Linked DNA regions of Sander lucioperca: region 2 is linked to region 1. The links are chromatin contacts, called in public Hi-C maps. All regions are on one chromosome and are shown on one strand. The core of a region is the stretch at or near the end of the contact, and the rest is flanking DNA. Distances in the headings are between cores, read along the strand shown. Region 1 holds the start of stat1a (signal transducer and activator of transcription 1a). Region 2 holds the start of glsa (glutaminase kidney isoform, mitochondrial).

Region 1 (3,108 bases), core at 28-2,527:
AAAAATATCGTGATATTTGATTTTCTTCATATCGCCCCGGCCCTAGGATAGGATAGGATAATGCTGCGTTCCAGATACAATTTTTAGCCCGTAAGTTACGACTTCAAGTCACGACTCACGACTTGGTGGCGTTCCAGGCAAAGTCACCACAAACTCCGTTAACCACCGGCGTCTGTACAGCATCAACAGGGGTCGCCATTGTTGTTCATGTGTGTGTGACGTCAAAAACTGTAACTGGGAGTACAACGATCTGGTACGAGTTCACGGGTAGTAATGCTGCGTTCCAGGCAACCCGTAACTCGTGTTTTCACAACCCTCTACCTGTGAAAGTGCCCTGGAACGGCAGTCAAACCCGTAACTTACTACTCACGAACTTGTACCAGATCGTTGTACTCCCAGTTACAGTTTTTGACGTCACACACACATAAACAACAATGTTTATGCTGTTGATGCTGTACAGAGGCCGGTGATTAACAGTGAGAAATAGAAATAAATAGACATAAATAGGCAACAATACACATACGACTGTGTACTACTACAGGTTATGTTTATTAAGTGAAGCCCACTGAGAACACATTAATGCAGCAACGATTATAACCCAATAATATAACACATACTATTCTGGAATGGTAAATTCTGCACAGAGTCCTTTTAATGTTTGTAATTTTAGTAGGCTATATTTTGATGCCAATACTTTTGTATTCTAACTCAACGTTACGGTTTCCATATCAACCTGGCAAAGGTGAGTGCATGAGAAGTCCATAGGTTTCGTTTTCCCAGACTGCTATCGCCCTTCATCCAGCCTCAGTCTATAAATATCCCACAGCAGAAATCTTCCCTGACCCACCAAACCTTGCTAGTTTTCCTTAACCAAAGTCCGTCCAGAAATGTAACTTTTTTTAAGGATTTCGTCTACATTTTCATAAATAACAGCGTCGTAGCTTAAACCATAACACTTAGTCTAAATGTGTATTATTCACTTGTAAATTCGGTGTAACACATGACATTAAATTACAACATCTGTTCAACTAACTTAACGTTAATCTATTTTGAAGTTCAGTTTGGCTCAACAGTATCTCAATATGAGAACACAGCGTATTTTTGGCAACATGTTGTCATTGCGCGAGGAAGTAAGTGATTAAACTTACCTTTTGCTTTGAAGAAACGTGTCCAATATGTGACAGAAATGTAACTTTATTCCTGAAAAGGTTTGTTTTAGTGTGTGCACCGAACGTGACAGGCTGCGGTCTGTTTCTGCTAGTGTGTAGCGTACGGAAACAGCGTCGGCCTATGACAGCATACGCTTCGTGAGATGTGCCCGCCCCTTTGCCCGCGAAAGCCAATCAGAACGATCGAAAACGGCTGTTCCGTTAGTTAGCAAGCTCACCCGCGATAACAATTACACACAGCATGTTTTTCACGGAGATTTAGTGGAATGAGGACAAGATAGAGAATCAACACGTGTAAATATGTATTTTCCATCCACTCTAAAGGTGTCAAGCTATATGTTAAAATACTATTTATGTAAATAAAAGCCAAAAATAAGGTAGTTTCCGGGGGAGGAAAGCCACTAATCGGAAGAGCTTACAGTGACCACGTGTTTTCAGAGAAAGAGAAAGTAACTGCCACCAACTCTGAAACTGAAACCTAATTTATGGTAATAAATGGTTTGCACATCACTACTTTGTCCAGAATAAGATGAGACAAGTATTTATTCAAACATAAATGACTGGAAAATAAAACTTTATTTATCAACAAGAAATGTTTGACAATAAAAAAAACAAAGAAACAGGGGCCCAAAGTGTCAAGGCTGTACTTAAGTACAAATGTTGAGGTACTTGTACTTTACTTGAGTCTTAATTCTTTTCATGCCACTTTCTACTTCTACTCCACTACATTTCAGAGAGACATATTGTACTTTTTACTCCACTACATTCATCGGACAGCTTTAGTTACTTTACAAATTAAGATTTTTTGCACACGAAGCACATTTAGTTTATAAAATCTCATGTTCTATTGTAAATTAAAGGTGTTCTACTTTTACTTTGAATACCTTAAATCCATTTTCCTGATGATACTTAGGCCTACATACTTTTACTAAAGTGGAAACCTGCAACTCATAGGCCTCTCACACTTGCGATGTTGGCTCACAGGATTTATTTTGAAGGGTCGCAAAGCCAAAAAGGTTGGAAACAACAATTTGGGGATTCGAGCTGTTCTTGTTGTCATAGGCGGACTGGCAATCTGGCAGTTCTGCCGAATGCCAGAAAGGCCGATGATGAACTCTTGGGCCGATTTGGGCCCCTGGAAAAAAGTTTAAAAAAATGCGGCAACACTGGCATTTCACACTAGTTTGACAAAAAAATATGCAGGACTGTACGGCTGCAGCCTGGAGCCTCCCGTCTGGTGCCGTCGGGCTTCTACTTTTCAAAATAAAAGCTTGCGTCTGCTCCGCTATGTCTTCGTACTTTGGTGTTTTGGGTGTTTAAGTATGTAACAATATATTTTAAATATGCAAGCATTTCCAGTCTATTCTAAGATGGTGCCATCATAGTTTATTTGAAGGTTTTATGAATTGCTCCAGCGTGCTAGTCTATGTGATTCGCAGGTATACGCAGTACACCCACTAAGAAAGCTCCAGGATTTCCATATACCCACTTAAAAATGCCCAACGAGACGTAACAACATAATTTCCATTAATCCATTAATTCCATTTTGATATATTTTGAAATGTCATCTGTGTTTTTTCATCTTCACATAGGCTAAATAAAGGTATTTCCACCGCAAATTGGTGCATAAAAGTGTGTCAACATGCAGGAAATGAAGTGGGGGAGGACACCCAGACCCCCCCCCTCTATGATATATACAGTATATACAGTACAGTATACCCACTACAATACATACATAGACTACCCCACTGAGTGTGCGTATTATTTAACTATGAAAGCCTGTAAGTGCGCCTCACGCTGAGTAAATAGAGAATATTTTGTTCAGTATCGCGAGAAAATAACATGAATGTTGAGTCAACAATATGGAATAACAACCAAACAGCCTTTTATAGTTTGCTCACCAAACATGATTAAATATGTGGCAGTACTGTTTTTCATG
Region 2 (3,249 bases), core at 411-2,910, 130 kb before region 1:
AAGGGTAGATCAATTTAAAAGGAGCATACATATCATAAGAACAGGGTCAGCCCTATGTTCCCACATTTCTAGGACATTTTCAAAATTAGGTCTTGTGTTCCTGCATTTCCCTTCAATTTAAGCCCTATCCTCCCACAACATTTTTTTAGGGTTAGGGGTTAGGGTTAGGGTTAGGGGGATAAAATAATTTTCAAAATTAGGCCCTATGCTCCCACAGTTCCCACATTTCTAAGATTCTTTTCCAAAATTAGGTCCTATGTTCCCACATTTCCTTTTTCATAAATTTGTATAAGATTTTATCCCCCTAACCCTAACCCTAAAAAATGTTGTGGGAGGATAGGGCTAAGGGAAATGCAGGAACACAAGACCTATTTTCACCATTTTGAAAATGTCCTAGAAATGTGGGAACATAGAGCTGTGGGAAAATAGGGCCTACTTTTGAAAAAAATCTTAGAAATGTGGAAACAGGGCTGTGGGAACACAGGCACGCTCCCATAAGACCCAGGACTAGGTGGAGGGATTATATCTCCGCCCTGGTCTGGGAACGCCTCGGGATCCCCCAGCCGGAGCTGGTTAATGTGGCTCGGGGGAAAAGGAAGTTTGGGGGTCCCCTGCCCAACCGGATTAGCGGATTCAGATGGATGGATGGATGGATACATATCATAATAATAATAATGTCCTGCACAGTGGTTCCCATAAATATATCCAGAGAGAAAAAACAAATCTGCATGCATGTAATAAAACATATAGAAGAAGTTATAACGGATCACTGCCTGCCGGTTATTTTAGGGGCTGAGGTTATTTTTGGTAACCTGTTATTAGTCCGTCAGTCTTGTTCCTGTTCCCTGCATGCAGACTCATTTGAAATCATTTCCAACCAGGAGATGGTGCTGTAGCTGTTTTATTTCATGAAGGACAGAGAGAGGACAGAGAGACATCTGCTGAGGAAACCACAGCCTGAAATATGTGCAGTACCAAAGTAACTCACATGGTGTCAGCCCAAGACAAGACACTCAGAATCAGAACCAGAATCAGAACCAGAACCAGAACCAGAATCAGATTTATTGGCCAAGTATACTTACATACACAAGGAATTTGACTTTGGTAGGCGTTACCTCTCTATACATTCAACAAATAGACATTCAGTAGACAAATAGTAATATAGACACATACTGTACAATAGAGACAATAACATACATATAGGCACATATCAACATAATATATAAAAATACAAATATATAAATAAGACATAATATCAAGACAAGTACACATGGAGTGGGATGTAAAGGTCAAAATGTAATAGTGCAAAGAAGTGTGCAAGATACATATTGGAATGATAGGTATGTAATGTCTGTGTCTGCATTTTCTATCCACTATAATAATATTTTGGATCTGTCACATACTTTGCTGTGATGGTTCCTCTCTAAAGGATTGCTTTGGTTCTTTACCGTCTTGTGCAAACTATTATAAAGAGGGAGACTGTACTTTAAAAAAAAAAAAACATTATAAAGGTATGTATATATTCATAATCGCTATAAAATCAATCAAAACAATAAGCTAGACAGTTCTAATGATTGACAGCCCTCTTGGCCAATCAGGTGCAGCTATGCGTTGTTACGCTCCAATCAAAACCCCTGTTGCGTGAAAGGTAGGTTGTACTCCGCTGAGTGGCTCTTTCTGTTGTTGAGTCACCGGGGGAGACAACCGTTACTCAGCTGAGAAAAGCCGACACTCTCGTTAGAAGCTGCGCCTCTACTCCTCCAGTTTTCTTCTCTCGGCCTTACAGTCGTTACATTATCCAGATATTCTTCTCAACGGGATTGAAATGTTACATTTTCGGTCAACGGTAGCGCTCAAGGAGTTATTTCAAACGCAGCTGAAGCGTCCATTGACAGGTAGAGTTGGTGTTAAAGCGACACCTGCAACCGCCGCCTGCTTCAGCACCCGTAGTTTGGATGGGAGGTCGCCGGGCAGACGGAGTGCATTTCCCCCGCAGCACTTCGCAAGAAGACACGGCGTTAGAAGCTTTTGCTCCAAGAGTGATAGCCACAATGAAACCGCCAAGGACTCGACAGAGAAGTGAGTAGCGTTAACCCGGGTCTGTGGGCAGATGTTAGCCGCTAGCTCCACGGTACGCCAAACTAAATAGGAAAAACTGCCAATTTACTGCCGCGTTAAACGTTGGCGGAAGCCTGTGACGAAACCAGGGAACCATTCCTTAGGTTTATTTTTCATTGAAATACGTCTATATTTACATACAAAATAGATGCCGAATTACAGATTGGCTTCTAACATTACCTTATGAATAACATGTTTTACTTTGAGTTGTAACGTTACGTCTTACATTCACACACCTATTTTAAGTAGTAGATATTTACATTGTTGTTCGGCAAAGTGCATCACGCAGAGGGCTAGCTCAGATGCTGATTGAATGACAACCTAGCCAGACAGCTAAGCTAATTTGTAGCTAAGGCTACAGTGTGGGCTTGCCGGCGAGATTTACTAATTTCCAATATTATTCAATGCCACGTTTCGAAGCTATTTATTGCCTGTAGGAGAAGGGCACGTGATCAAACGTTTGTGCTGAAGAAAGGTCAAATGGGAGCATGTGGTGTGCAGCCAGCTAGATATCGTGACCAGAAGCTGCAGCTTTCATCTACAGCTACATCACTGATGCATAAACCTGCCACCAGCTTCTCTTGCCTTTTTGAAAATGATATTATAACTACAAACACGATGTGTCTGTTTAACCTAATGCACCATGCAGCCGGACTAAGCCTCCTCTAAATGTCTATTGAAGGTCAGTCATCATTAACCCTAGGAAGGCATCTATCAATTTTTTTTATTTTTATTTATTTTTTATCATGGATGCATTGTATTGATCATTAGTTATTAAGTTCATAATATGACACATGACATGTTTTTTTATTGAAGTGTCATCAACAGTCTCCCAAAAGCGATTTTTACATTCACGGTGACAAAGAAAAGTAAAGCAACATTGTGCTTTTTAATTTTTAATTTTCATATATTAAATGATCTGGATCTTTCACACGGGGTTCGGGACCACCTAGGGGGTCCTCAGAGTCAATGCAGGGGGTCCTCCAAATTATTGTTAATTTTTCCCATTTCATTCTTTTCAATGAATCCACTGTGCCACATGTAGGTTTTTAACATTAAAACATGTTTTTTTTTATAAATCATGCCAACAATAATTAGGCTAATTTAATAGCTTAGTATTTCAAGCAAAAA

What was found. A called contact is a pair of places that touch in the nucleus more often than the background predicts.
Region 2: a contact with region 1 is called in a Hi-C map of muscle, with 2.9 times the contacts expected there. The contact joins the promoter of glsa here to the promoter of stat1a in region 1. A contact is called at or near these places in 2 of 2 Hi-C or Micro-C datasets (liver and muscle).

Annotation. Positions count from the first base shown.
Region 1 is chr24:388,470-391,577 of SLUC_FBN_1.2, reverse strand. It overlaps stat1a (signal transducer and activator of transcription 1a), which reads right to left and starts at 1,277. Exons shown (of 25, transcript XM_031304787.2): 1 at 1,149-1,277.
Region 2 is chr24:519,934-523,182 of SLUC_FBN_1.2, reverse strand. glsa (glutaminase kidney isoform, mitochondrial) reads left to right here and starts at 1,660. Exons shown (of 18, transcript XM_031304792.2): 1 at 1,660-2,079. The coding sequence starts at 1,826.